Linked DNA regions of Mus musculus: all the other regions are linked to region 1. The links are chromatin contacts, called in public HiChIP or PLAC-seq and promoter capture Hi-C maps. All regions are on one chromosome and are shown on one strand. Each heading gives the region's core, a stretch centred on a gene start, on an enhancer-like site or on the middle of the called end of the contact. The rest is flanking DNA. Distances are from core to core; before and after follow the strand shown. Region 1 holds the start of 5930430L01Rik (RIKEN cDNA 5930430L01 gene). Region 2 holds the start of Tex26 (testis expressed 26). Region 3 holds the start of Medag (mesenteric estrogen dependent adipogenesis). Region 4 has its middle 4.9 kb from the start of Gm35704.

Region 1 (7,186 bases), core at 1,714-4,213:
TTACACAGCTTCCTGACTGTTGTGTCCACCGGGTCTCCAGAGCCTTTTCGTCTTTCCAGTGAAGTTTCTTACCTGCCAAACACAGGTTTCTCTCCGCGCTTTCCCCTCCCTAAGCCTCCAGGCACCGCGTTCTCCTCTAGACTCCTCATAGAGGGAGAACTGTATAACAACCACAGGGAGTGATAGAGTCCATTTGCTTAGCGCGGTGTCCAGGTTCTTCCATGCTGCGCCAGAATCTTCTTCCTTGTCAAGGTTTGGTTAGCTACACCTTTCGGTTGATGTGCTACAAACAAACAAACCTACAACCAAAAGCAGCTTACGGAAGAAAGAGGTTTTGGTTGTTGTTTTGTGTTGTGTTTGTTTTGTTTGTTGTTGGTTTTCTTGCTTCGGGCTTCTGGTCCCTGAGGAACCAGAGCCCATCATGTTTAGGAGGCATGGAGATCTTGGACCACCAGCAGAGAGTGGGCCAGCCTATAAACTCCGAAACCCCACCCTCGGTGACATGTCCTCTCCAGCAAGCCTGCATGCTTTCTCAAACATCGCCACGGCTGAGGACCAGGTATTCAAATGGCTGAGCCTATTTCACTCAAACCACCACAAGGCCGGATATTTAGCATATTATATTTCCTAGCCTCACCTTGTTTCCTATCCATCCAAGAACGGGCACTTGGGATAACGCAAACGATGCTGCAAAGACCGAGCATACAGATGATCCTTTATGTCTTTTGAGGCTAGGCCCTGCTGTAGTTTGAATATGAGAAGCTCCTTCCAAAGGTCCTGTTTGGCCCAGTCAAAGCAAGGGTTTCTCTCTACACCTTTCAGCAGTAAATATGAACGGTGTTGAGATCACATCAACCACACCTGATCCCCAGGCACTTTGGGCAGGCCAGTGGGATCCTCCGCAGGCGCCTTGCAGGTTGGCTATGGAGGAGCAGGGATAGGATGCTTCCTTGGACTCTATGCTTCCTTGGACTCTCAAGCTTGAGGCACAGTTCACGCTAGAACACACCTGTCATTCTCCTAGTCCTGCTGCCAAGAGCAACCAGACCCTTATAAATGAAGGTGCATGACAGCCTCCTGAGGCTGACTTGAAGGGTCCCTAAGAAACGAGGTCGCACCTGAGCCTTCCAGCAAAGGTTGAATTCTTGTTCTCCCATGTGTTTCAGTTACCTTTCTGTTGCTATGGTAAAAATACCATAAGCAAGGCACCTTAGAGAAGGAAAAACAAAACATATTTGGGCTTCAGATTCAAGAGTCCAATAGAAGGGGGCAGAGCCCCAGGGGCAGGAGCAAGAAGCTGTGCGCTCACATCTGGAGGCACAGCACAAAGCAGACAAAGTGAGCTGCAAACGGCAGCGTGGAGTCTTTAAATCCTCCAAGCCCCTTCAGAGTGACACACTTACCCCATCCAGGCAGTACCTCCTGAACTCCAAAAGCACCATGACAAATCCATGAGCTTGTCGGGGGTGGGGGTGGGGTGGGATAGGGGGGGGAGGGGGCGGCATTCTTGTTCAAACCACCACACCGTGAGTCAGCTGGCACATCCGTGAGTCTTTCGAGCCAGTAGAGCAGGGCCCTTGGCAATGCCAGGAGAACAGAAAGGGGCCTCTCAGACTGCACTAGCTACTTCAGTCTGGGCCAGGCCAGGCCAGGCTGGGCCCTGGAGATCTCTGAAGTAAAACCCCAAGAAGGCAGGCTTGCTCTGTCTGTCTGTCTGTCTGTCTGCCTGTCTGTCTCTGGTTGTTACTCCTGCTATCGAGGCTCCTGCAGTAACAGCTAGCAGGCTGTGGAATGAATTCACCACTGAGAACTTCTTGGCCTGGGCTGGAGAAAGGGTCGCCTCAAAGGAAGAGACAGGTATGGGGACCTCCCTCAGCAGTCCCACCTGGGGAGGGCATCTGTCCTACTCAGTTGTGTGGTTTTTTTTCCCTCTCTGCCCATCTCTTGTAATTGTCAACAAGGAGAAAGCTAAACATTGCAGGGCTCCCTTTGCAGGGACGTTGGACAGTTCTAAGACGCACACAGTAAAGATATCTTGGTGGGGGGAAAGGCCCTCTGGAGGCTAATCTGCATATATTTTCATTCATATGCATGCATATAATGTCTCCTATGAAGCTTCTTCCAGACGCTGAAAATAAAAATTCAACTGTTAATATTTTACAAATTAAAGGCAGGAGGAGCCACAAAAGACCTTTTCATTTGCAGTTTAAATTTAAAACTAACCATAGAGCCTTTTTCTTTTCCCTTCCTTCTTCCCTCTCTTCCTCTCTCTGGGTTTAATCCTAAGAGCTTTAATACATGGAAGCCAAACACTCTTACTATTGTATTAGAACCTTAATACTGGGTGGGGGATAGATTGTAGGGTGGCGTTGGGGGGTGGGGGAGACGAGGACGACGACGACACAGGTTCTCATAGTGTATCCCAGGCTGGCCAGGAACTTGCTATGTAAACTAGGTTGGCTTCAAGATCACAAATTTCTATGTGCCTCTGCTTCCAGGAGTGCTGGGATTAAAAGTATATGCCTCCAAGTTCTATTATTGTACACTTTTTATAAACGTAAAAAGAACCTATTCGAGGCCTTTTCAGGGAGAAAGAAGAGAAAGGCGTGGTAAAAATCGCCTGTTGCACGGTAGTTTTATCTTTTTGCCCCAAAAGAACTAGTACAGTTTGGCAAGGTTGGGCTTTGCCTTTTGCCAAGATGCTTTTTTCTAAAGAGAAAACGAACTCTCACTTTGGAAAACAGCAAGTCCTGTTTGTTTTCTGTTCCTTTAGAAGTCAGCCCCGGAGCGGCTGGCTGGCAGCGGCGAGCACAGCTCTCTGGCGTTGTGTAACCGCCAGGCAATCACGTTGCACCCACCGCTTCCACAGGCTTGTAACTGCAATAATAAGCAGGAGCTTATTCAAAGAGGAGAAACCATCCCAGCCGGCTCCAAGTCACGTGTCCAGGTCACGTGGCCTGCCAGACAGCGAAGGCGGCTGGCAATCATTAACTAATGCTTTCTCCCAGGGAGAAAAATGCTGGCTTTAAGGAGGCCCGGACGTCAGAATTGCAATAGAAGGTATCCGGGGTGGGCGGGTGACTTTATTCTCGCTAAGTGCTTTCTAGAGGAGATGGCGGAGCCGGCAAACAGAGCCCCTCGCCCCCTGCTTTCTCTAGAACTTGCAGCCTTGCGCGGCACCTCCTGCTTTTGCAGCCCTGGGTAGCTAGGGCCACAGCATCAGCAGCCTAGGAGCCAGTGCGCCGCCCCAGCGCTGCTGGGACCTCAGAGAAGTTCTTGGTTAAAACTTAAGCGGAGAGCCAGGTTTCTGTGCCTTAAGAAATTGGTGCCAAGGGTTCCCGGAGACGATGAGAGGGAGGAGGCACGTCAGCCTGTGGGAGCTCTGGCGGAGTTTTCATGACACCTAAGTCTTGTGATTGATGAGACCGACCAGGCAGGCAGGCCTGGCAGGCGGTTTCCTTGCTCAGCCTTTGAATTTAGACATTTCTTTCTCCTTCTCTAGGCTGGGTACTGTTCCTGGGTGCTTCTAAAATCTGTGACGTAGAATTGAGTTTGATGTTAGCGTAGAAGTGAAAATAGCGAGTGGGATGGAAAGTGACCAAGCTTTGTTGGAGGGAGTGGGTACAGCACAGAGAAAGGGACTTAGGGAATAAACAAAGGAAGAAGCCCGCGCTTTTAAAACCTCAAATTTCCACTTTTCACATTGTGCAAACAGACCTTTCCCCAGTCACTGCGTAATGAAGATTCAGTCTTATGCAGATGAATCTCTGTGAGTCTGAGGCCAGCCCTGTTCATACAGCAAATTCCAGGACAGCCAGGGCTACATAGTGAGAGCCAACTCAAAAATAAATAAAAAGATGACCGGAGGTATCCGGTTACCTCTATAGCCCACCAGTTTTAAATCTACTTAGTTTACTCAATGGTTCTCCGATCCCATGAGAATACTTTTGCAACAATGCTCTAATCCCTTTTCCTTTGGGTTTGTACTCAGTAAGGAGACTTAATTATAAAAATTGATTATTCTTGAGTTCTATTTGTTGTTCCATACATGCAGTAAAATGCCATGTTTCTTAAATTCCCCAAAAGTCCGAGATGCATCTTACAAGAATGGGCTTTAATTCAATCTGTTGTCTTAGACTGATTTTAATAAAGTCATCTTAGTATGCTTTCAATTGCTTGGATAAAACACCATGACCAAAACCTACTTGTGAAGAGAGTTTGTTTCAGTTTACAGCTCTGGTCACATTATCACTGAGGGAAGTCATGTCAGGAACCTGAAGACAGGAAGCAGAGGCCATGGAGGGATGTTTCTGACGGCTTGCTCCCATGGCTTGCTCAGCCTGCTTTCTTATATCGCCTGGACCTACCTGCCTAGGAGTGACGCTGCCCACAGTGGGCTGTACCCTTCCACTTCAGTTACTAATCAAGGAAATCCCCTAAAAGGCCTGCTGATAGGCCAGTCTGATGGGGGCATTTTCTCAACTGAGCTTCCCTTATTCCAGATGACCTGAGCTGTGTCAACCTTGATGTAACAACTGGCCAGTGCACCCAAACCACTGTAGGATTCTAAGATAGTATTGAAATATTGTGGCTTTAATTGCTGATACTGGGTGGGCAAAACTGAGGTCATGATTTTATTTTATTTTATTCTAGATAAGAGTCTCATGTGATCCAGGCTGATCTCTCTGTAACTCCCAATGCTCTTCCCTCTATTTCCCAAACTCTGGGTTCATGGGCACGCATCCTTGCATCCTTGTACCTGGCCAATGTCTCATCTTAGCTGCCATTTCCCTATTATTGAGGGAATGAAAGAGGATGAAAGGAAGATTCTAGTGAAAAGAGAATATGCCATGGAAATGTGATCCAATATTTTGTATTCCTTCAGTGAGTTGAAGCATAAAAAAAAAACAAAAACAAAAACAACAACAAAAAAATCTAGAAAGCCAAAGCCTGGCGTGAAGGAAATAGAGGCCAGAGAGGACCAGGAGTCTTCCAGGCCTGGTGGAGAACAGCTTTAATCAAGCACTCACAAGGCAGGGGCATGTAGACCTCTGTGATCTCAAGACTGCTCTGGTCTGTGTAGCTAATTCCAGCTCAGCCAGGGCCACACAGTGAGACCCTGTCTTCAAAACAAAGCAAAACAAAAACCATGACAAAGGAAAACAAAAATCCCCACAAACATCAACAAAAAGAGGATCGGGAATTTAGTCCCAGCTTCAAGTCAGTTTTAGGCTAGCCTGGGCTACCTGAAACCGGGCGTCGACAAAACAAAACAACCCATCTGTTAATGCCTAATAGCAAGCTATCTGTGACAAAGGTAGACGCAGAAGTTTGTCATTCTGAGGAGCGCTGTGTATCCATCCAGGTATGACTGAACTCCACCCACGTGCAGTGTGTGGGTACCTCCTACGTCAGCTTCACATCCCCCAGTGCATCACCGTCTTGTGTACAACAGTTTGCTGTTTCGCTTGGCCTCTGACCTGGACTCCTTAATGAGCCCACAATAAGAACAGCTGCAGTTTTCTTGTTGTGGTCTTTACAGGAGGGTTGAGTGCTGAGACAGAATGCTTAGGTCCCCGGAGTGTGGACAAGTGTCCACACAGTCTGTACCTGACTTCCGTGTCTTCTACTCTGTCACCACTGGTCACAGTAAGAGCCCAAAGCTCACTGACAGAGGCTTCTTTTTGTTGTTGATAACCATCTCCGTGCAGTCCTGGCTGTACTGAAACTCACTCCGTAGACCAGGCTGGCCTCGAACTCACAGAGCTCTGCCTGCCTCTGCCTCCTGAGTGCTGGGATTAAAGGCTTGTGAGCTACCACGGCTCAGCAGAGGGTTCTATCTATAGTTGCTTCACTCAGCCTGCTTGGGCAGAAGAACATCATTGCAGAAGGGAGCCACTCACCGTGTGGCCAACCAGGAAGCAGGAGAAAAGAGGCAGCCATCTTAGGTGATTAAGAATCCTACTGTCAAGGGCTAAGAGGTGGCTCGGTGGTGTAGAACACTCGTTGCTCTTGCAGAGACCCGGATTTGATACCCAGCACATGCGTGCCGGCTCACAAACACCCATAATTCCAGTTCCAGAGGACCTGATGCCTTCTACATGATGCACATACATATATATTCAAGCAAAGCATCCGTGCACATCAATAAATAGACTAAAATCAAAAATCTCACCAGTGACGAATTGATAGCGGTGGACGGGCATATATATGAACCTGTGGCTGGGCCTGTGCACACACCTCTGGGTGGCCCTGCAGTGCGCGGGTCTGAAGTTCGGGTTTGAATAGCTTCATGGCAGATCTCCTCTAGAAACTCAATGTGTATCTTAGGGTTATTCTCAAGGGCTGGGGCTGGAGCTTGATGAGAGAGTCATGGCCTAGTTTGTGCAAAGCACTGCGTTCATTCCTGAGACACGTCCTTCCAAAATCTGGGGTTCAAACAACTTAAAGGTACTTGCGGTAAGCTCACCTGGACATCATATATGGAATAATTGTCCGTTATAAATTTCGAACAGTAAAAAAAAAGTCTCTTCTGGGATTGCAGGACTCAATCCCGGGAAGATTCCTACCTCCAGACTAACACTTGGAAGATAAAGAATGAGGGAGCTGACAACCTCGTTGCAGAATTCTGCCCAGCACTGACAGCCTCAGCGCCCACCCTCTGCTTCTCAGGATGACCCTGGGAGCGCCTGAGTTTTCTTTGCTCAGTGAGGAAACCCCTGGGTTTCAGAGTAACTCCTGCTGGCACACTGGGAAAGACTTTTAAAGCTGGAATTAAAAAACCAAACCAAACCAAACCAAATCAAACCAAACCAAACCAAACCAAACCAAACCAAACCAAACCAAACTGAAACAAAAAGAAAAACAAACCATCTGATCCATGGCGCTGTTGCCTGGCTAGGGCAAGCCTGCGTGCGGGGGCGGGGCGGGGTGGAGTGAGGGGGAATCGGAGGAGGTCAGACCTTCAGTTTCTCAATCCAAGAGTGTGGAATGATTCTTGTTTTAGTTTTACCTAGTGTAGCTCACTGTTTGCAAGTCAGGGAACCGGCCCCAGGCTCTGCGCCCAGATTGAAAGCCTTGCTCCCTTCCGAAATGCAAAAGTCTCTCTGGGTTTTATTTCCTTGCGCTCTGACCTTATCAACACCACACTCCATTCTCCCAGGCCTCCCCAGAGAAGGCCTCTTAA
Region 2 (7,186 bases), core at 2,541-5,040, 440 kb before region 1:
CAGGAGTAAACCATCATGTGCTGTCCTGAAAGGTAAAGAAAGAGTCTTCATATGATGGAGGAAATAGTGCTAGATGATTCTAGAAGGATGCTGAGGTCTGCTTGTGGGCAGCAGAGACAGCGGAGTTTATCTGCCCAGCTTCTTACAGCAACAAGCCAGCTCACTAGACCAGCTCCCTAAAGCAACAGAGTGCCTCAAAATTTGCTAGAAATACAGCAGTCTCCTTATCTGCAATTTTAATGATGGGTATTTCAGTCAACCACAATTCAAAACCATCAAAGGGGAAATTCTAGAAATTAGCTTGCACGTTTAATTCGCTTGTCATTTTGAGTTCAGTGATAAAAATCTCAGGCCCTCCAGCTCCCTCCAGCTCATACTGTGTCCACATCCACGTTGTGTACACAGCCTGTCTTGTAGTAACCCAGTCAGTTTCTTGCAGGTCGCAGTGGCTTGTAGGTAGGGCTGATATCAAATATGATTTCAGAGTATGTCGCCTCCAGATGTGGTCAGTGTGAAGTCCAAATTCAGTAATTTTCTCATTTTGCATTTCTGGGAAATTATTATTACTTCTTATACTTCATAAGAACATGGATTGGAATGCCTCTTATTTGAGTGTAGGTGTATGTGTGTGTAGAGGTGTGTGTGTGTTTGTGTGTGCACATTTATGCAGAAGCAAGATTACTTCATCCAACCCCGGAGAACCCTGGTGAACCTGCCTTCCGGTCCATCACACAGATGAGCATGTTCCTGCTCAGGGGTCTTTCGACTGAGGAAAGCCTAAGATAGCCGAGGACAGCGGAGGACTGGCAGCTGGTAGCGGGGTCGTCTGAGAACCTGGCTTTAGTAGCCTGTTGGGACAGAAGCAGCAGGCAAGGCTGTCTGCAGGGCCCGAGGCCAAGAAGGTCTCCTGTTTCCAGTGCCACTTAAGCAGAGACCAGAAGCTTTTGTCTGCTCTCTAAGCCTGACGCACTTGGACGCCCATCTGACCTCCAGTCCATCGCCCGATTCGCGTTGAGTGCTCACCCTACTGTAATCCGTTTTTTGTCAGTGATGTGTGTATGCTCTGACCTCCGTTGTCAAACTTCCTGAAAGTGGTGTTATCGGAGTTAATCCTCTTTAGTACTTTAGTACTTGAGACTCTGTAATCCAGAAGGATATTTCCGGTGTTTCCGGTGAGATCTTTGTACATCACTGGTGTCTCTGTGGTCGGTAGTATCCCCAAGGCTTTCTCTGTGGCCCCATGCTCGATCTCTCCTGTGATTCTGCCGTCCTTCTAGATGGTTCTTTCTTCTCTAGTTCTCGATCCTCTGATCCGCAGCTAACATCGTGGTCAGCCCTGGGAAACAGAGCCCTGTCCTGGTTTGGGAACTCAGACAGCTAGTGGAGATGCTGAGTTCTGAGGAAGACTCAGCGGTGGGCTGACCTCCTGTGGGATCCTGGCTCCCTGAGGATGCTCTTCCCTCGCTCAGATGTTGGGGCGGGGAGTGAGGGCATTTTGTAGATGCGGGGCATCTGAGCTGCGGTTTAGTTGGATAGGGATCTGGCAGGGGAACTGAGATGTGAAGTCAAGAGTCTGAGGCACAGCAAACGACCCACTGTGAGTGAAGAAAACAGTCTGGCTGCCAAGGCTGCTACCTCATAAAGCCTTACCCTGGTAACCATGGTGACTTATCCCTGGTGTTCATGGTCCTGTAAATAATCAGGATGTAGTGACATAAGCCTTGAATCCCAGCACTCGAGCAGGAGAGGCAGCCTTGTCTCTATGAGTTTGAGATCGGGTTGATCTACATAGAGAGTTTCAGGCTAGCCACGGCTACACAGTGAGACCCGGTCCAAAAAAAAAAAAAAAAGTTACTGTCTGCACTTAGAACCTAGAGCTGGCTAGTGAGCACATAACTTAATGGTTTTGTGTGTGTGTGTTTTGTTTTTTTTTTTTGTTTGTTTGTTTGTTTGTTTTTCGAGACAGGGTTTCTCTGTATAGCCCTGGCTGTCCTGGAACTCATTTTGTAGACCAGGCTGGCCTTGAATTCAGAAATCCACCTGCCTCTGTCTCCCGAGTGCTGGTACTAAAGGCATGAGCCACCGCGCCCGGCTATAACTTAATGTTTTAAGCCAGGACTCTGTGCTTTTGTATAGCAGCTGTGACAAGAGGACAATAGCCCAGGATTGCTCACTTATGCTCAGGAGTGACTCAACAGCAGGCATCAGCTGTCTCTTCTTTGGGGACAAAGATTAGAGATGACATATCTCACACTCTTCTTGGGAGGGTGACTTTAGCAGCAATGGAAGATGGGATTGTGGCTGTGACAGACCCAAGGCTGAAGGGGCAGATGACCCAGCAGGTGAGGGCTGAACAAAAGAGATCTGTAACCAATCAAGGGCTCCTTCTCTAACAGCCTGGGCCCTCTTCATTGTACTCTCAACTTCTGGAAGGTTCCAAGGAGGACAGGAAGGTGATTTTTGTCCACACTGAGGCACAGGGGCCTCTGGGCCATGCATGGAAACTGCCTGATCAAGAGCGGGATAGTTCAGTCTGAACATTTGGCATTGGGTACTGAGTGTAGACAGTAGAGTCCCTGGCAGTTTGTGCAGCACCGGAAGTCCTGGGGTACGTGATCAATTCCGTAAGAGGAGGAATCCTAACTCTTATCTGTTCCAGACAAGGAAGGAGACTACTGGCCTAGGAAAATACCTGACAGACAGAGTGTTTAGAAAAAGGGAAATGGAAATTAAGGAGTGCCCTTGGGGATCCTGGGAGCTTTTCCCTCCTCCATCTCCTGACCTCGCCGTCCTATAGAATCTGAAAACATTTAACATTTTTTTTAACTGAATACGCTCCTTCCCGCCCTCCCCCCTCACACACACACTCCAGCTTTCCACTCTTCGTTTACAGAGAACTAGATTGGAATGTAAACACCCACTTCATTGTTCTCTTAGGAGCATCATTCTAAAGAATCCTCACAGCCCCTTAGCCAGCTCGGCTAGACGGCTGCAGCCGGCCATTATTGCTCCGAAGGGATGGATACGCTGACTGTGCACTCAGTAATAATGCTACTCGAGTCGCAACTAACAGCCAGGGGAGGTGATGTCTCTTCACCAACGCAAAACGCTGAGCTGGTAAACCCGCTGCCGCCGCCGCAAGCAGAACCACAGAGCAAGGCTCTCCATCTGTCACCTGGCAGAGCGCCTTTGAAAAGGGCTCAGCTCCCAGCCCAGTCTGCAGACAGAGCAGCCCTGGCCGGCTGATCCCGCCCCTCCCCTCCCTCCCGCCCCACTGAATTTGCTGTTTGCGACTTAAAGAACCAGCCAGACTCCTTCTCTCCCTCCATTACGTCCCCAGTTCTGTTCATTTGTCTTCGGCTCTGTTGTCCTTGGAAGGACACTAGCTGTGGCTTTATCATGTCTCCTCAGGGGTTTCCTTAAGTATTTAAAGGGACACCCCAGAGTTTTAGAGAGGGGAGTATAAAGGGCTGGACAGGAGTGTGATTTTGGACAGCTGATCTTTCTCCCTGACTCACTTGCGCCTCCCTGCCATCTCTAAAAGCGAGGCAAACCTCTCACGATTGATGCCCTTGGGGAAAAAAAAACTGCCTTATTTAAAACAACTCCACCGCACACACAGCACACCACGCCCCGCAGACCCGCAGCGTGGGCAGTCTTACTTGACTGGAGCTTGGGGTCACATTGAGCAGGGCACGAAACCTTGTTCCTATACCGGGCCATCTTGTCCCAAAAGGTCGCCTTCCCGCCCTGACAAGGCAGTAGTACTCCGCTCTGCGCCCCACCCTCTGCGCGTGCCTTTGTGAAGCGTCGCTATGGAGACGCCTCAGTCTCCGCCCCTGGACCCAGAGGGTGAGCGCATCACGCTGATTCCTGACTTTCATGGAGTGCCCTAATCCAATAGTTCTCAACCTATGGACTACGACTCCTTGGGGGTGGGGGGTGTCGAACGAACTTTTCACAGGGGTCACCTAAGACCATCAGGAAACACAGATGTTACCATTATACATTACAATTCATAACCGTAGCAACATTACAGTTATGAAGTAGCCACCAAACAATTTGTAGTTGGGGGGGGGGTCACCACCACATGAGGAACTATATTAAAGGGTCGCAGCATTAGGAAGGTGGAGAGACACTGCTCTGGTCCTTGCAATACTATGCCATTGTTTTATGTATTGGCAAATACGAGCAAACTGGAAAAGGCTGGAAAAAAAAAGTTTATTTTAGCCTGGTATACTGGTGCTCACCGGTGATCCGAGAACTCAGGAGGCTAAGGCAGGAGCCCAACCCTGGAAAGAGATGCCTTGTCTCAAAATATTAAATACCCCGAATATTAAAAACCCAGAAGCAGACAGACAGACGCCCAACCGCAAATTTGTGTCCATTCATAATTTTCAATGTAAGCAAAATTGGGCAAGGTTGGCATGGAAATCTGTAGGACACAGCGACTACACTCAAGGATGAGAAAGATGTGGTATAAGGGAAAGGTAAAAGTTTCGGCATCAGGTCTGTGTGAGGTCAACCCAGAGCATCCTAAGCTAGTGTCTAGTTACTTCAGGGAAACATTGGGCACAGGCTAATTACGGAGAGTCCAGAGGGATAATGGATGCAGCAGGGTCATCCTCCACTACATAGTTTGTCCAGGGGCAGCCTGGGTTACACCAGACCTTATTTTTAATAAATACAAAAAATCCCAAACTATATTCCTAGTACCAATCATAGGATGCCACTTTGTTACTGTACACTGGCCGGCTGATCCTACCCACTTATACATGTTAGAGTGTGGCTTTTAATTTTTTTCCACTTGTGATCACACTGTGCCTGAGAAATTTTTATGCCAGCTAGAGTATATAAGGTATATAAGACAAATACACAGGTCACATGTTTATTGATAATGAACCATGAGGAGCTTTATTTTAAAAAGCAATTCATTGCTGTGCATACAATTTTACCATCTATGAAAGATATGAAGCAAATTTGCATATTAATGAGACGTCATATTATTGAGGTTGCATATTAATGAGATGACCTGTTTATCTTACATAAATAATTAAATCTCGGCTGAATAGGAGATGCTGAATATGAGACCATCTTCGGGGCTTTTCAGAATCCATCAATATTTTGGTTCCTATAATCACCAGTACTTGGAAGACCATTTTGGATAAATGCCTGGCACAAAAGGTCAGAAATGTGCTTAGGACCACTTCAAAAAACACTTGGAAGTTCTGCCCTGATCCCAAGCCAAAACTCACTTAAAATGTTTTTATAAAATTCAGGACAGCAAATCAAATAGCAATTAAAAAAAAAAAAAGAAAGAAAGGAGCATTCCTAAGTGAGACTCAAAGGGAAATGGGAAGGACTGCATCAAGGATCCCAGTTCTTTAGTGGGGATGTGGACAGCGTGTGTCAAAATGTCCACCATAGCTTTCTTCCGGGATACCATGACCTAGTCTTGTCTCTGTGGTCTAGCTGAATACCATAAACCCTGCATCCCTTTTATCTCGATGTAATACCCTGGTCTTCTTGTTCCGCTATACACAGTAACCTCACTCCTCTGTTCAACTCTATATAATAAACACTCTGAGCTTGCTTGATTTGATTTTGAATTACCAGTTAGCATTGAACATCCAGAAACCTTGTAGTGTTGTCAGATTGATTGATTGACTGATTATTGATTGTAGCTCTCTGGTTCACTTATGGGACCCCCTCACAACACAAGAAACTATGTATTAATCACTGACTGCAAAGGGTATTTCATGTTCATAATCTTGGCAACTGCCTGACTATTGGCCACATAGCAGGTTCTTAGTTACTACTGAATGCCTCCAGATGAGAACATGGCTACCACTTGCTCTTAGAAAGAGAAGACAGGAAATGCACAATGGACATTTCTGGAACCTTGTTTAGAAGGTGATTGACAGCCTGCCTTAGTGGAGCACGCCTTTGATCCCAGCACATCAGGAGGCAGATGCAGATCATTCTCTGAGAATTTGAGACACACCTGGTCTACATAATGAGTGCCAGCCCAGCCAGGGCTGGATGTCACTAGATCCTGTCTAAAGCAAAGGGGGCGGGGCATCAGATCCCTTGGAACTGGAGTAACAGGTAGCAGCAGCGAGTCACCAGATATGGGTCTGGCTGTGGGTGCTAGAAATTAGACTCGGGACTTCTGCAAGAATCAGCATCATCTTTAAGATGAAGAGCTAATCCAGAATTTTCTGGTGGGGGAGCCTCGTGCACACAATGTAGGGAATGTGACACATTTTAATGCAATGAACAGCAGAAAACGTTGGGAGGCACAGACTTCTGTCAATGTAATTTAAAAAGGAATGAGTCTAAATTAGGGTTTAGTAGTGGCATCTAAATTAAGAAAGTAACACCCAATAACAGATTAGCTGTCTGGAAATGGTAGGGATAATTAGCATAGCATAATTTAAGATAAATATATTTTTAAAGCAGAGCAGTGAGCATATAGAATTTTTAAAGCGAGTTCTTATTAATATCTTAGATTTGTCTCGTCTTAGGCAAGCTAAGATGTGGGGTGTGCACTGACTGCAGATCCAGGAGATGTCTTTGCCATTTTCCTTCTGGGGACCCTCAGAGTAAGGCAGATCTGTTTGTGAGCTCCCGTTGCCTTGTCTGTAAACACTGGGCTGACAGAGATGATAATCCTAACTACAGCTTATCAGTGGTAACCCACACAAGCCAAGGAGTCTCTCTTTTTCCTCATTTCTACTCTCTGTTTTCATTGGTAGTGTAGTTTCTTATCTCTACACAATGCATATATTTTGGTCTGGGTCTACTTTACTGTGAGAGGCATTGCTGTGTTCCTGGCGTTAAGTTTTGTTGGCCTGAGGCAAGCCTATACATGATTAAGCCAATGTCTGCTTGGTTACATGTGTTGCACACACTCTTTTCTTTTTCTTGTCAACAAACACTGCTTCTGTATTGACTATAAGCTATGTAATGGCATTGGAAGCAGCACCTTAGATGTGACAGGGGCTTGGAGATAGCAAACAGACTACGTCTTGAGGATGTGTAGAGGCAGCCAGGAAAAGAAGAGAGAGAATGATGGAAGAGTAATGGAGTCCAGAGACGCTGAAGAATTTGTTGGTGCTATGCTGTGAGGATCAATGGGGGAAAGTGCGCGCACAGAGCTACAACTACTGGGCTGAGAGATGGC
Region 3 (7,186 bases), core at 1,336-3,835, 420 kb before region 1:
ATGCCTCTGGCGGCCACTGGAATCTGTACTCACATGTGCACACACCCACATTGAGATATACACACTGACACACAACTAAAAGCATAGTAAAAAATGAATTTTCAAAAAACAATAGAGCTTTGCTACTACTTTGCAACCATGTGTGTGTGTGTGTCTATCTATCTATATCTATATCTATATCCATATCCATATCTATATCTATCTATCCATCTATATAAAATTCCGAGAATCTGGAAACATCAAATCAGACCTGTGCCTGGTAACGCTATCTCCAATGTCAAAACGCCACTGGATCCATCCATCTTGCAGAACAGAGCGAAAGGCTCTTGATGAGGCTAAGTTCAGAGTGCTTCCATATCCCAGTCCTCTGCCTAGAAAGCACTCTCCATTCAGACTTGTCTCCCTACCAGCCACTCTTCAGGCTGCCCACACAGTGATAAAAGCTGCCTCCTACCACGGCATGCCCCGTACAAGAAGACATGCTGCTACTTCCACTGTTCAAGTCTTTCTCAGTGGAGCCTTTGCACCTCGGGGGTATGAAAGCCCTCACGTGATGGTGTGCGCCAGGAGAAGCCAGTGTGTGTGTGGATTTCATTGCTCCCTGGTCTGTGTCACCTAGTCTTATGACTACACTCTAACTTGCCCAGGGACTGCTGCTGGTTTTCATTTACTTACATAAAGATGTTCGAAGAAAAAAATTTAGTGACAAGCCTCAAATCTATTCTAAAATTTCCTGTATCGTATGCTAAGATCGGGGGCTCTGATTCTATCAAACACCTTACCTCTGGCTTCAGCTCACTGGGGAACACTGTAATCCTCCTGAGGGAGGGAGGGAGGGAGGGAGGGAGGGAGGGAGGGAGGGAGGGAGGGAGAGGTGCACCAATGCAGACATGCCCTTCTTATTCATTTCAAATGGGTCCTCTCACTGAACCAGGAGCTTGTCAGTTTAGGGACCAGCTGGAGGCCAGCAAGCCTCCATGATTGTCCTGTCACCATGCCCCTAGTACACAGAGAGACATTTTTGCAAGGGAGCTAGGAATCCAAACTCAAGTCCTCTCACTTCAGGCACTGAATCATCTCCCCAACCCCAACCTGTTTCTACCATAGCTCTTTCCACTGCCCCCCTCTTACAAATTAGCATTTTTATTTCCCATCCACAGAGAAATTCTCAGTAGGGACTATTTTTCTCCGACATTCAGAACTCATACCATCTCGAGGGTCCTACCTGCATGCAGTTGGAAGAATGCACCAGCAGTGTCTAGCCCTTTGGCTGCACCCTAGCCCAGTGATAAATACATCGTATCTTCACAATCGGGCCGGCTGCGGATCGCTCAGACTCCAGACTCACTTGGTTCTGGGGCACTGAGCACCCTATTATACATGGATGAGGGCCATGTACCCTATTCCTTCAAGGTGACCCGGTAATGCTGAGATCAAAGTTGGCTTCCACATCCTTGCCAGCTTCAAGCCTACCAATGGACGTCTGAGTCCTCTTGGCCACGACAGCTCCTGAGGACCACTGGATAAAGGCCAGGGTCTCACAGTGCTCTGCAAAAAACCACGAAGCTATCTTTGCCCTTATTTCTGCCCAAGCTGTCTATTCACCCAAGAGCCAACACGGGGTCTGGGGTTCTGGGGGCCCTTTTTCTTCTTCACTATAGTTGCTTGGTTTAAGAAACACCGAGAGAGCAATTACTCTGGGAAAATGAACTATCTGCATGCTCCAGCTGCATAAAGTTATTCTCGCTCATAACTAAAGCTAGGTGCGAGGATCCGCATCCAAGACATCTCCTGAGGGTTGTGCCTGCACACTGAGCTCATCCGACCTAGTTTAAGGGCAGAATGGAAAAAACTTGCCACCAGCTTGTTGGGTGGGACTGAGTGTGCTTCCCACCCGATCCTCCCTACATTCTCAGCAAAACGCCCTAGTTACCTGCTTGGGGGCTGGGGGGAGGAGGGTTCGGGCTGTAGGGTGGCAGGTAGGTTATCTCCATCTCCAGTCCCCAGTCTACCAGAGACAGGGCAGCAGCCAGATAGAGGATTTGCTCCAGGCTAGAGCACACGGTGTGGCCACCTACCTCTTGATGTAGCTGCTGAGGCGATAGAGCTGCCCTTCTAGGCGCACAAGGCCGTCCCCGAAGACGTTGAAGCCCCCACGTGCGGCCGCGGGTTCCCCGGGCCCGGGCACCAGGAGCTGCTCACCGCGCAGTTGGAAGGCACCAGGCTGTAGGCGGAGCAGCTGCGACAGGGGCAGCAGGGCCAGCTCGCAGTCGCACGTCCACAGACTGCGCAGCTCCCCGGATGAAATGGAGGTCAGGCTGGGTCTGGCCACAGGCTCGCACGCTGCAGTGGCCATACTCAGGCTGTGGCTCTGTCCCCTTCCTACCCTGAGGGTCGCTAAGTGGGAGGAGTAAATCTGTGGTCTGTCCCGAGCTACCTTGGGCTGCGTGCAAGTAGTAAGTAGCTCAGGAGCCCTCTTGTCACCTTGAAGGTTGCCCACCCTTGTGGAGCGCTGCAGGCAGGACACTGAGAAAGCGGTCCCCGCGCTGCGCAGCCCCTTTTATCAGGCACCAGGCACGCCCCTCCGGCCCCCAGGCAGGACCCCAGATGCTCCTCCGCTCCGGCAGAGCAATCAGTGTTTCATAACTTGGCATGCTCCCACCTCGCCTGCTCACAGCCAAGACTAACTTAGTCATCCCACTCGGGTCAGACACTCAGCCCCCGCGCGGGGCCCTCCCTGCCTGGTCCACACTGCATGGTGCAGCATCCTCCCCACGACAGATGCCCAGGCCTGGCTCAGCGCCGATTAATCCCTCAGGTACCACAAAGCGTTCCTGACCACTTCTCCACCTGGGGCCCAGGGGCTGTCAGCTTAGGCTGGGAGTTGCTGCATCCGTATCTACATCCCCCATTCTATGCCTCATCTGTCTGCAGCTCACTCCACCTCCACCTAGATGACCCAGCTTTTCCTTCTCTCAGCACTTCCTGGAGCGGGTTCCCACCCAGCATCCTTCCATGAAGGCCTGCCACTTTCCCAAAAGGTTTTCCTGCATCCCCTGTGCACTCCAGACCTTGACCCTCTTGCTTTTCGCTGCCCGGTGGCCCCTTGACAGCTTTGTGCTTGGATTCAAGCGGGAAGTCCCCTAGCAGGCCTTCCCAGCCCTAGTCCCAGAATCTGTTAATTTGCTCAGTTTATAAATATTTGAGTGCTCTGGCTACGTGCTCACACGTCTCCTGAGGGATGAAAAGACTATTCCTTTCAATTTAATTAAATGACTATTTCCAGCCTATCTAGTAGAAGATGAAGAATAAGCTAAATCCTGAGAATGTGGGTGGATAACCACAACCCCTGTTATCATCCAACTTGTAGTCTAACAGAGGAGCAGGCATGTGTTCCAGCAATTACATTGACTGAGTCTCTGCTCTCGGTAAGCTGGCATGAGACTCCAGGCAGCGCCGAGAGGTAAAATTTAGAGTCTATCTTCAGTTTGTCTCTGAGAGCCTCCATAGAGCCTGGGTTTAATTGATTCAAACAGAAGCATTTCTGCTACATTTCACTTTTGCCATTTACTTTTGAAGGTTTTAAGTTATTTTTATTTGTGTGTGTGTGTGTGTGTGTGTGTGTGTGTGTGTGTGTATGAGTGTTTGCATGTATGTATGCACACCTCATAACCACCGAACCATCATCTCTCCAGCACCCTCACCCCAGGTGTTGTAGAATTTTTATTCTGCTTGCTTCATTTGATGGTAAGAAGCACGTTGTGTTTCAAACAGCACTGCCTTGGTAAACTATTTCAAACCACTAAGCTATTTTCCATCAAAGGAATGCACTCTTCTTTGTCTAGACTTTCCTTTACTGCAACATTAAAATCACTTTGTTTTCTCTTACTATGGTAACACACCATTACACTTTCCATCTTTTCTGCACTCCCTCCCCTCTCAGAAATGGAGTTGCTGGGATAAGTGACAGGAGACAATGCAAGGCTTATGCTTATAGTTAAGAGGTGACAGCCTGAAGATCTAGCCATCCTCATGTGCCCATACTTGGGTAATAGTGATGTCATCAAGGCACAGGGGCAGCCTTCTAGCCTCAGAGCTTTAAATGGCCCTGTTGGGTGCCTGGATGGTCAGCTTTGATTGTCAACTTCACACAACCTAGAATCACCTGAATGGATAATCGTCATTGATGGATTATCTACACCAGGTTGGATTGTGATTATGTTTGTTGGAAATTGTTTGATTTAATTAATGTGGAGAGATGTACCCCAAATATGGGCAGTGATTCTGATAGCTATAAAGATGAAGGTGCATGGAAGAAAGAAGGCTCTGCCTATTTTGGCTTTCATTCTTGCTGGTGAATCCATCTACTCTAAGCTGCTGCTGCTGCTGCTGCTGCTGCTGCTGCTGCTGCTGCTGCTGCTGCCTCCTTCCATATAAGAACAATGCTCTTCTGGCTTCTAACATGGACTGAAGACCAGCACTCCCCAGGAATCCTCTAGGTCTCTGGCACCAGATTGGGACCACTGAGGCACACTGCTTCATGGTCTAAGCAACTACAAAGTGATTAGCCTTTTTTTTTTTTACCCCAACCATATGGCATAAGTCAATATCATACTTCCTCTTTGCAGCAGGGATTCATTTTATTGGTTCAGTTTTTCAACGGAACCTCAAGTGACACAGCGGCCTTAACTCAGATCTACCAAGCTCTCACAGGCCAGTTCACACCACCACTATTCAAGCTCTCACAGACCAGTTCACAGCACCACTAGTCAAGCTTTCACAGGCCCGTTCACACTACCACTATTCAAACACTCTCAGAGATCAGTTCTCACCACCATTATTTAAGCTCTCACAGACCAGTTCACACCACCACTCTTTTCACACCTAGATTTTTCTGTCAGACCACAAGTGCCTGAGGCTGGCAAGATGCTTAGTAGAGTGTCTGCCACATGAGAACAGGGATCTGAGTTCAGACCCCTATCACCTACACAGGATCTGGGCTAGGCAGAGGGGCACACATCTCTGACCCTAACCCTGAGGCTGGGAGAAGAGAAGCAGATCTGTGGGGCTCACCAGCTAGACAACCTAGTGGAGTGGATGAGTTCTGGGCTCACTGAGCAATTCCTGTCTCATAAAAATAATGTAGAGAGTGAGCAAGGAAGACAGCCAGCACTGACCTTTGGCCTCCACATACACACGTGTGTGCTCACAACCCTCGTGTACATGTGCACATACCCACAGGAACACAGACACAGACACACACACACACACACATACACACACGCAGACATACCCAGACACACAGAGTCACACAGAGACAGAGGCAAAGAGACAGAAAGAGACACAGAGAAACAGACAGAATGCAAATATCTGTAGTCTTCCTCCCTCTTATATAAAATAATCTTTAAATATAGTTTTATCCCCCTCACTTGTTAGCTATTTTTTCTCTTCCCCCTGGAAGAGTCATCGAAATTCCTTCTCTTCCAGCTCACCCCATGACATCATTGAAACTGACCTAAATAAAGTGTCAGTGACTTCTGGATTGTCACCCCTGGAAGACATTTCCCCCCTCTGGTCTCTCCCAGATCACCCTTGTCCTTGCCATTCTCACCTCCCTTAACTCCTGAAGAAACTGAAGTCAGTCTGCTTCGTTAGAATTTAACAGACGGCTTGGGAATTTGTTATCTGTGTCAACTAGACTAAGTTTTCCCATCTCTAAAATCTGGTGCGATTTGAGACCAGGAAGTGGCGGGGCTGGAATACAGACCGCCAAGGGCTCAGGCTGTGGTGCTTCACTACCTGGGTTCAAAGTCGCAGTCAGCTTTCAGGAAATCTGAGCATATCAATCCTGTGTGTCCTTTACACGCACATTGTGGGGTTTGTAGGCAAAGCGTTCTAAGCACTGTCTGTCACACAAGTGTGTGTTTGATGCCTGCATCCAGGGACTTCTGTGAGTACAATACCCAATGGCCCGCACACTGCATCTGGAAGCCACCACAGTACCACCTCCTATCTATTGCTGTTTTCTCTCAGCTGAGGCCATTTCTTTCTCCTGAGTCTCTGGGTTCTCTCCTTGGCAGCTTCTTCTTTCATGGGTGAAGCGGTTCAGACCTTTGCCTCTGCCAGCAGCCCTAAAGCTGATGACCCCTAGATATCTACTTATGGTCCAGGCTTCTTGCCGGGCTCTCAGATAGTCTACCCAACTCTGTCCAACCTCTGCATGTGACTTTACACTGGTGACTCCGGGGACTCTTCTTCCTCATGCTGAATCTGCCCCTTTTGCTGCATCCCTCATCCTATGAGGCATGTGCATCCTTTGCAAGAACAGTAGGTGTTCTTAACTCTTGTACTATCTCTCCAGCCCCTAATCATTACTTTTAACTCTGTGTGTCGTAAGGAGGAAATGAGTATGGGAAGACAGTGCTGCCAGAGACCAGAAGAGGGCGCTAGCTCCCCTACAACTGGAGTTATAGGTGGTTGTGAACCACCAGACATGGGTGCTGGGAACTGAATTCTGGTCCCCTGCAAGAGAAGCAAGTGCTTTTAATCCATCTCTCTCCTGTCCAGTCTCTGCTGCTCCATGATGGCTAGGTAAGCCAGACCGCTGATTCTTACATACATGTCATTGGCTTAAGAGTGTAAAGTATAGCTGGGCAGTGGTAGCACACGCCTTTAATCCCAGCATTTGGGAGGCAGAGGCAGGCGGATTTCTGAGTTCGAGGCCAGCCTAGTCTACAGAGTGATTTCCAGCGCAGCCAGGGCTACACAGAGAAACCCTGTCTCGAAAAAAAGAGTGCAAAAATATAACTTGTAACTCCCCGGGAAGTGGGGCACAAAGGCTGTTCCCGATGTGGGCCTCTCACTTCAGTTTACAGACCTCTGCTCACCTTTTAATACTACAGACATCCTAAACTGCAGGTTAAACTAGGTGACCCCTCCTCCTCCTAAGGGCAGATGACCTCTGAGGTGCACAACTTTATCTTGCCTCTTTCTGGAAATGCTCTCTCTCTCTCTCTCTCTCTCTCTCTCTCTCTCTCTCTCTCCTCTGTGTGTCTCACTAGAAGAACAGCTCTACCCTAAGCCTCTTTTATTTCAGGCACACTGTGGCTACATAAAGATATCCAATTTGTTTTCACTGAATGAATGAATAAATAAATGATAAACGGCGCTGTGTCATGGTTATGCA
Region 4 (7,186 bases), core at 1,838-4,337, 360 kb before region 1:
CCAGAGTTCTCCATGCTAATGAGGCATCTAGATAGGCCCGCAGTGTTTAGCCAATGAGCTTCCCTCCCTGGACATCCCTTCCTGCAAGAGGTATTTAATCCCTGAGTCACCCTGAGTAAGACCTGTGCGTTCACATCTGCCATGACAATAAAGCAGTTTGGACAAGCAAGGACTGTCTCCTTCATCATCGAGGATTGTGGGAGCAGGGGAGGAGGAGCCTTTGTTGTAAAGGTCCATGCCTAAATCTAGAGAAGGCCTCTCGCCCAGCCCCTCCATACTTTCAGCACTCACTCAGAGTTAGGCTGGATACCGCTATTCCCTCCCTGCCTGGCCTGTAGGGGGAAGCACAGACCTGAGGACCCCAGTTACCAACTCCTGGCAGTCCCCAGTGGTGGGAGGTTGAGAACCACAGCATCAGACCCAGCCCCTACTCTTTCTCAGCCAGGGAAACATGGCCTGAGACCCCCTATCTCAGACTGCATTCTGCCTTCCCTGGGCGACATGTTGGAGGTGCTCCGGCATCCCAATGGCAAGGCAGACAGGGGACCTGGTGACAAAGGCTACACAGGATACAGGTATGACCTCAAGAAGCCCAGAATCTAATAGGACAGATATAATAAGACATAATCAGGCAATAGCGGCCAGGATGTGATAGTCAAATGGCTAAAATAGTTCATAGGAAAGAGGCTTGTAGAGAAACAGAACACCCGTGGTATTTGAACTTCAGATGATTGTGGCATAATGGTCTAGTGTATAGATGTCACACATATTTCTTGGAATTTAGTGCCACAACAACTGGCTCCAGGACCCCTGTCCCTACCCCCCAAAGGTTCCAGCCCCCTCCACCGGGGTTCCTAATTCATGAACACTTGAGCCAGGCTACACAAGGCATGTGACCTACATACACCTCCCGGGAGACTTGGAGGTCTCTGTAACAAACTGTGAGGCCTCGTGCTATGTAAAGTATGTAAACAGTTGTGCTCTTTGTGAAATGATGATAGGGAATTTTTAAAAAAAAGTAATCTGTGTTCCATGAAGACACAACTGGAGGACATTTTCTATCTTGTAGTCTACTGGCTCCTAGCACGCTGAACCCACGGATATCGTGGGCAATTATATTTATACCCAAAAAATTATAGATTGTTCATACTCTGTTTATATGAGACTCAAATTAAACCAGATGTCCCGGGGTTTCACAGGCTAAGCCTGTTTACGTTATTTATGGAGGATTCGTGGTACAAATAATATTTCATCTAGAAATAGCTAAATAAGGCACAGGCAGGGGAGCTATGCTTCCAAGAATCCAGGATACTCCCTTGACCGGCCTCAGACACCTCTCTCTCTCCAGTATAAGGAAAACCTTCTGCAGATCCACAGTGGCACAAGAAAATGTCTTCCTCCCCCTTAGTCCCACAACCTACAGGAGGGGTGAGGCCCTGCAGTGCAGCTCTGTGAATGATTAGCTAACACCCACCTAAACAGTGCCCGGCCAGCAGGTCTTTATCTTAACTCTAAGATTCAGGCTGACTGGGCACAAGGAACAGGAAGAGGCAGGTGTTATCTAGAGCAGTGTTTCTCAACCTGTGGTCTCAACCCCTTGGGGTCCCATATCAGATATCCTGCATATAAGATAGTGACATTACAATTCATAGCAGCAGCAAGGTTACAGTTACAAAGTAGCAACAAAATAATTTTATGACTGCGGGTCACCCCAACATGATGAACTGTATTAAAGGACTGCAGAGTTGGGAAGACTGAGAACCACTCCTCCAGAGAGTTGCCAGTTACCATGGCAAAGGAAAAGGATATGGATAGGCAAGGCACTGGTGGTTAACGTGCACACACAGAGGGAACAGTCACCTTCCTTCCTCACAGGCCGCCTGGCTATGACCAACTAAACAATAAGATTGTGAACCACTGCAGGCCTGGGATCATGGGAGCACACACTCTAACACATCTCTCATGTTTGGTTGTACCAACAATCCAGCTTTAGACTGTCAGGGATTCCCCAGGGCCAGGGACCTCCCCAATGCTAGGGGCTCCTCAATGCCAGGAAGTTAGGGACCCTCAATGGTAGCCCTCATACCAAAGTGCCACCTTTCTAGGGATTACCTACTGTCTTAGGTGCACAAAACATCAGGACCAAGAAGTAAGTTGGGGAGGAAAGGGTTTATTCAGCTTACACTTCCACACTGCTGTTCATCCCCAAAGGAACTCAAGCAGGTCAGGAAGCAGGAGCTGATGCAGAGGCCATGGAGGGATGGCACTTACTGGCTTACTTCCCCTGGCTTTCTCAGCTTGCTCACTTATAGAACCAAGACTACCAGCCCAGGGATGGCACCACCCACCATGGGTCCTCCCACCTTGATCACTAGTTGAGAAAATGCCTTACAGCTGGATCTCATGGAGGCATTTCCTCACCTGAGGCTCCTTTCTCTGTGGTAACTCCAGCTGTGTCAAGTTGACACACAAAACCAGCCAGTACACCTACCAACAAGGACTACTCGTAAAGATTCCCCTAATATAAAGAGCTCCATGTACCAAGACTCTCTTAACATAAAAGCCCCAGTTGGAGATCCTTCCAGTGCAAAGGCCATTCTCCAAACCCCCTGTTTTTGGGCTTCTGGGGGCTACTGGTGCTGGACACTGAGACAAGCACTCTGGCTGCTTGCATATCTTTTCCATGGGGGTCCCCTCCCTCTACAGAGCTCCCTACATTTCTAAAACCGGTAGCAAAGAATAGCCTGAATCCTAAAGACCTCCCAGAGCCCACGGTTGACACAGGCCTCTAGGACAGAACACAAAAGCTGCCCAGGGACTCCGACTGGTGAGAGCCCTTGGCTTCCTGGGGGGACCCCTCTGACCCACAGCTCCCACCGGTGGAGGCTGGCATTTAGTCCTGTTGGGCTAGTATAGACTACTTGGCCCAGGACTGACCCGGAGGGTCCCTGGAACCAAAAGGCAGCTGTTGTTTAAAAATCAACACGGAGAGGAAATGAAAAACACCCGCCCAGGCCTCCCAGGGCCAAGAGACTGATGGCTGCTGGATGAGGCGGTTTCTGGAAGAGGCATGACTAATGGCCCTACTGAAAGTGCCCTGGCCAAGTGCCAGCAGCTCCCGTCAACGCCTTGTCTCTGCAGCAGTCAGGTGTGGCTGGGAGACAAAGGGGCCGTCTGTGTGCTGGCGGGTCTTGGACCCAGTGGCTTTTTGAGTCAGGCAATGGTGTCACAGGAGCCCCTGGAGGGGCTGGGGGCGGGGTTTGGATAGAAAGAGGGCCTGGAGGGGTACTGCCTGCCAAGGTTCGCTCACACCTCGCCACCAGGAGAGGCAAAGCCATCTGCCATCTAGCCACCCAGTGGAACAAAAGAGCAAGCACCCTGTCCCCTCCCGCCCCACCACACCTTTCAAGTCTCCAGTGCCTGGGACCTTCCCTGAAGCATCCTTTCAGGGAAGTCCTGCTAGCTGGGCCCTGCCACGTCTGGTGCCTGTGTCTTGTTTGGTATACGCCCTCCGACAACTGCTATAACCAACTACGAATTACAATCCACGGATAAAGAAACTGAGGTTCAGCTAAGGCTGTGAATCTGCCCCAAACCATCCCTGCTCCCATCACTAGAACTATTCCCAACAGAACCAAACTAAATACAAAGTCCCTCCACTAATGGGCGTTCCCAGCCGTAGAGGCTCGCACCAGCTGGCCCATGATAGCTGTGAATGCCGCTCAACCTTATTTACAAATGTCAAGGACCATGTTGCAATGTCAAAAGGATGGGTACCCCTGCTAGACTAGTCCAGGATCCCGGTGAGCCAGCTCTCCCCACAAAACTTAAAAGAAAACCCAATAATGAGAAAGAACGTTTTTATGCAAGTCAAAAGTAATGCAAAAAAACCCACAATCAGAGAAGACTAGAAAAAGAAAGGGCCCAGCCTTGTATTTACACAATCGGAGAGTACGCCCTCCCTCACCTCATTTCCAGTGGGGAAGGTACCATAGCTCTAGATTCATCTCCACTGCCATTCACCATCACCAAAACATTGTCACTGCCACGGGGGATGGGGAGAGACAGTCCCTGTGTCCCTCCCCAGACACTTGAGTTATAGCAAGATCTGTCCCCATGTACCTTGTCCACCCCACCAAGGTCCCCTCTGGGTGACACCTCTCTTTCTCTGTGCTACTGTCTGCCGGGACCTCTGTACATGAAGAAACATAGTTGACCTTCAACAGATTCAAGTAACTATTTTTACAGACTCTCGGCCCTGGCGTGCACAAGAACCTGACCAGGTATCAGTCTAGAGTCCCTTTGTTAATTACTTTCCACTACTGTGACAAAATACCCAAGGGAAACAAGTTGAAAAGGAAGAAAGGTTTGTTTGGGCACACACTACTGGATGTCTCAGCCCATAGTTGTGTGAAGAGGGTTGAGCAAGGGTAATTGGGATCACAGGGCTTGGGGGGTCAGGCGGACAAACACTCTTCCGAAGCCCCACCAATGGCTTGCTCTCCCCAGTGTCTCCCTCCTCCTAGCAGCTCATTTAGCCATGAACATGTCCAATGGACACGTTAGCTTCAATTACCTCTTTAAAAAAAAATTTTTTTTTTTTTTGGAGAGCGTCTCTCTAGGTAGCCTCAGCTATTCTAGAACTCATTATGTATACCAGGCTGGCCTTGAACTCATAGAGATTCTCCTACCTCTGTTTCCTGATGGCTGGGCTTAGTGGTGTGTGCCACTGTACTTGGTCCAATCTCTTTTTAATAATGCCACCACCTGGGTTCTAGTAGTTAACATAGAGCCTTTTGGGGTACACTGATACCCACTGGTTAAATAAGCAGAGTCCCTAGTGGACAGGCCCAAGTGCCTATGTTCCTAAAGGCTGTGATCATAAGGTCCACTCAGGAATGCCCTCTATGAAGGACAGTTTTGTGTCAACTGGACACACTAAAGTCATCTGAGAGGAGGAGACTCAACTGAGAAATGCCTCCATAAGATTAGGCTCTGGGCAAGCCTGTGGGGCATTTTCCTGATTGATGGGGGAGGGCCTAGCCCCTGGTAGGTGGTGCCATCCCTGGTGGTCCTGGGTTCTATAAAAAAGCAGGGTGAGCAAGCCAGGGGAGTGAGCCACTAAGCAGCATCCCTCCATGGCTTCTGCATCAGCTCCTGCCTCCAGGGCCCTGCCCTGTTTGGGTTCCTCCTTGACTTCTTCCAATGATGAGCAGCAATGTGGAAGTGTAAGCCAAATAAACCTTTTCCTCCCCAACTTGGCCATGGTGTTTCATCACAGCAATGGTATCCCTGACCTTTCCTCCTTATCCATCTCTCTCTCTCTCTCTCTCTCTCTCTCTCTCTCTCTCTCTCTCTCTCTCTCTCTCTCTCTGACTTCTTAGTCCCATCTCAGTCCACATTGCTTTTTTTTTTTTAATCTACCTGAAAACCCTGTACCTGGTACAGGGTTTCAGATGAGGTGCTGGCCCACGATGTTTGTAAACTCCCACTTCCAAAAGCAACAACACTAATGGTGCAGCCTCTTAAGCCCTGATTGCTTAGCAGTTGAAATCTCTATAGGCTGCTTCTCCCACACCAGTTCAAGGGATAACAACCACAGGAGAGAGTGGCTGGAGCCATGTTCTCACAAAAGAGTGCTGTTGTCTTAGGATGGCATGCCTACTGGTTCTAGAACTCTTCCATGAAGAGAGACCAAGAGCTCACAGACAAGGCATGGCTTTGAGTGGTTCTCACAGAGTTAAGCTTTCCTTGCGACAGGCATTCAAACCTCAGGGCATGGTCATAGCTAACATCTGTAGTACCAATACTCAGCAGAAGTAGAGGCAGAGGCGGGGGATGGGGGCAGGGGCAGGGGCAGGGGCAGAGGCAGAGGCAGGGGCATTACAGGTTTAAGGCCAGCTGGTATGCATAGTAAGACCTCACCTCAAACATGTACATGTGTACTCATGTACGAATCTACACTAATCTACACTAAGAGGAAGACCCTGGGTAGTGCAAGGAAGCGAGAAAAACCACCCTCCTCCTGCCTTGTCTCACAAACAGGGCTACTTGAAACTATGATATTACAAAACCCTATCACAGGTGGGCTGAGGTTTGTTATCCTAAATCTCTCTGGGATGTGGTTGTTACCAGAGTGGTCTGTGTCCTATCTGTCACTGTCTAGGACCTGGAATACCAACTCCACTCTCAAAATTTTTTGATTTTTCCTTCTTTGGAAATTTACATGTATTATGTCAATAATGAACCTTCTTCATTGCTATGCTCCCAATTTCCCAGAATAGGGCCTGCCCAAAGGAGGCGCTCAGGCTCTGACTATTAAGTGTTGGTCATATGGAACAATTGAAGGGAGCTGGTCATTTGTTTCTGGATGTGATTTTCTGATCAAACGCTCCAACGCTTGCTCTGTCAACAAATTCATTAATTCAACTAATATTCGTGGAGAGCCGATTTCATGCCAGGCTGGGCCTCTGGGGCCACAATGGTGAGCCAGGCAGGCAACTAGCCTTATTAAAGACACTGTGAGGAAGCCATGGTCTCCACCCTTGAGCTGTTTATAATAGGGTGAGGGAACAGAACAGATCGGAAGCAATTAGAAAACAATTAAGTGTTAAATTATACGCCTCTGACTAGCCCAGGGGATTCTCAAGAGGAGAAGCAGCTAATGTCACCGAAGTTTTCATGGAGGAAATGTTGGTTGTGAGGATGCCCTGGATTGGATGAGTAGAGCAAAGTGGGAGAATAGAACGTTCCTGGAGGGGAGCAGCTGCCCAGAACCACTCAAGGAAAACCAAAACTATAGATGCTGGTCACACTCCGGGTCAGGAAGGCTCAGGAGGAAAGTATGAGAGATACCCTACTGACGTCGAAGAGCTCGAGTTACGCCCTGGAGATTATATTTAATTGCTTCCACAAAGACGAAGCTTCTCTCTTCCAAAACATGAACCTTTGTGACTATTTCCTTTAAATCATGGTCTTAGGAGGGAAGCTGTGGGGTTCTTCCAATTTTGTCCACAGTGGCGAGAAGACCTCAGGGTCACCTGGGACCATTTTCCTGCCTGTGCTGCTGTAGTAGTATTGGGTTCAGTAGCTGTGGGATGGAGTGGTCCAGGCACTATTGTGTGCATCTAGAGCTCGCCAGTGATGCTGGGTGATGTTGTCCATTCTGCTTTAAAGCTACTCTCCA

The links. HiChIP or PLAC-seq counts read pairs in DNA pulled down with a chosen protein or histone mark. Capture Hi-C pulls out chosen DNA fragments and counts their contacts.
Region 2: a contact with region 1 is called in an H3K4me3 HiChIP or PLAC-seq map of embryonic basal ganglia, with 3 times the contacts expected there. The contact joins the promoter of Tex26 here to the promoter of 5930430L01Rik in region 1. A contact is called at or near these places in 7 of 39 promoter capture datasets (the 3T3-L1 cell line, cranial neural crest, frontonasal cranial neural crest and 3 more), 6 of 115 datasets of contacts at active chromatin or transcription factors (craniofacial prominence, embryonic basal ganglia, embryonic hindbrain and 3 more) and 2 of 9 other capture datasets (adipose tissue and pancreatic islet).
Region 3: a promoter capture Hi-C map of adipose tissue shows a contact between it and region 1, with 2.4 times the contacts expected there. The contact joins the promoter of Medag here to the promoter of 5930430L01Rik in region 1. A contact is called at or near these places in 10 of 39 promoter capture datasets (the 3T3-L1 cell line, 3T3-L1-derived adipocytes, the HPC-7 cell line and 6 more), 1 of 15 datasets of contacts at CTCF or cohesin (the NIH/3T3 cell line), 2 of 484 Hi-C or Micro-C datasets (cerebral cortex and cortical neurons), 2 of 115 datasets of contacts at active chromatin or transcription factors (embryonic basal ganglia and pancreatic cancer cells) and 2 of 9 other capture datasets (adipose tissue and embryonic stem cells).
Region 4: a FOXA1 HiChIP or PLAC-seq map of pancreatic cancer cells shows a contact between it and region 1. The contact joins the enhancer-like site here to the promoter of 5930430L01Rik in region 1. A contact is called at or near these places in 12 of 39 promoter capture datasets (the 3T3-L1 cell line, the HPC-7 cell line, HPC-7-derived erythroid cells and 9 more), 1 of 15 datasets of contacts at CTCF or cohesin (the NIH/3T3 cell line), 2 of 484 Hi-C or Micro-C datasets (bone marrow-derived macrophages and uterus), 9 of 115 datasets of contacts at active chromatin or transcription factors (craniofacial prominence, double positive thymocytes, embryonic basal ganglia and 6 more) and 1 of 9 other capture datasets (liver).

The regions. Positions count from the first base shown.
Region 1 is chr5:148,990,992-148,998,177 of GRCm38.p6, reverse strand. 5930430L01Rik (RIKEN cDNA 5930430L01 gene) reads left to right here and starts at 2,963. Exons shown (of 2, transcript NR_102384.1): 1 at 2,963-3,060; 2 at 4,654-7,186. Gm15411 (a long non-coding RNA gene) reads left to right here. Exons shown (of 5, transcript XR_868721.2): 4 at 1-1,857.
Region 2 is chr5:149,436,264-149,443,449 of GRCm38.p6, reverse strand. It overlaps Tex26 (testis expressed 26), which reads right to left and starts at 3,790. Exons shown (of 7, transcript NM_029464.2): 1 at 3,663-3,790. The coding sequence starts at 3,723.
Region 3 is chr5:149,407,148-149,414,333 of GRCm38.p6, reverse strand. Medag (mesenteric estrogen dependent adipogenesis) reads right to left here and starts at 2,585. Exons shown (of 5, transcript NM_027519.4): 1 at 2,079-2,585. The coding sequence starts at 2,356.
Region 4 is chr5:149,349,257-149,356,442 of GRCm38.p6, reverse strand. No RefSeq gene overlaps it. Among named protein-coding and RNA genes, the nearest start is that of Gm35704, 4.9 kb to the right of the region's middle. RefSeq lists an enhancer at 2,076-4,284. Within about 2 kb of position 3,087, at least 153 of the 459 cell types and tissues checked have an H3K27ac peak or open chromatin away from gene starts, as enhancers often do. A contact at or near this core is called in the NIH/3T3 cell line, craniofacial prominence, embryonic basal ganglia and 5 more, where this site is marked.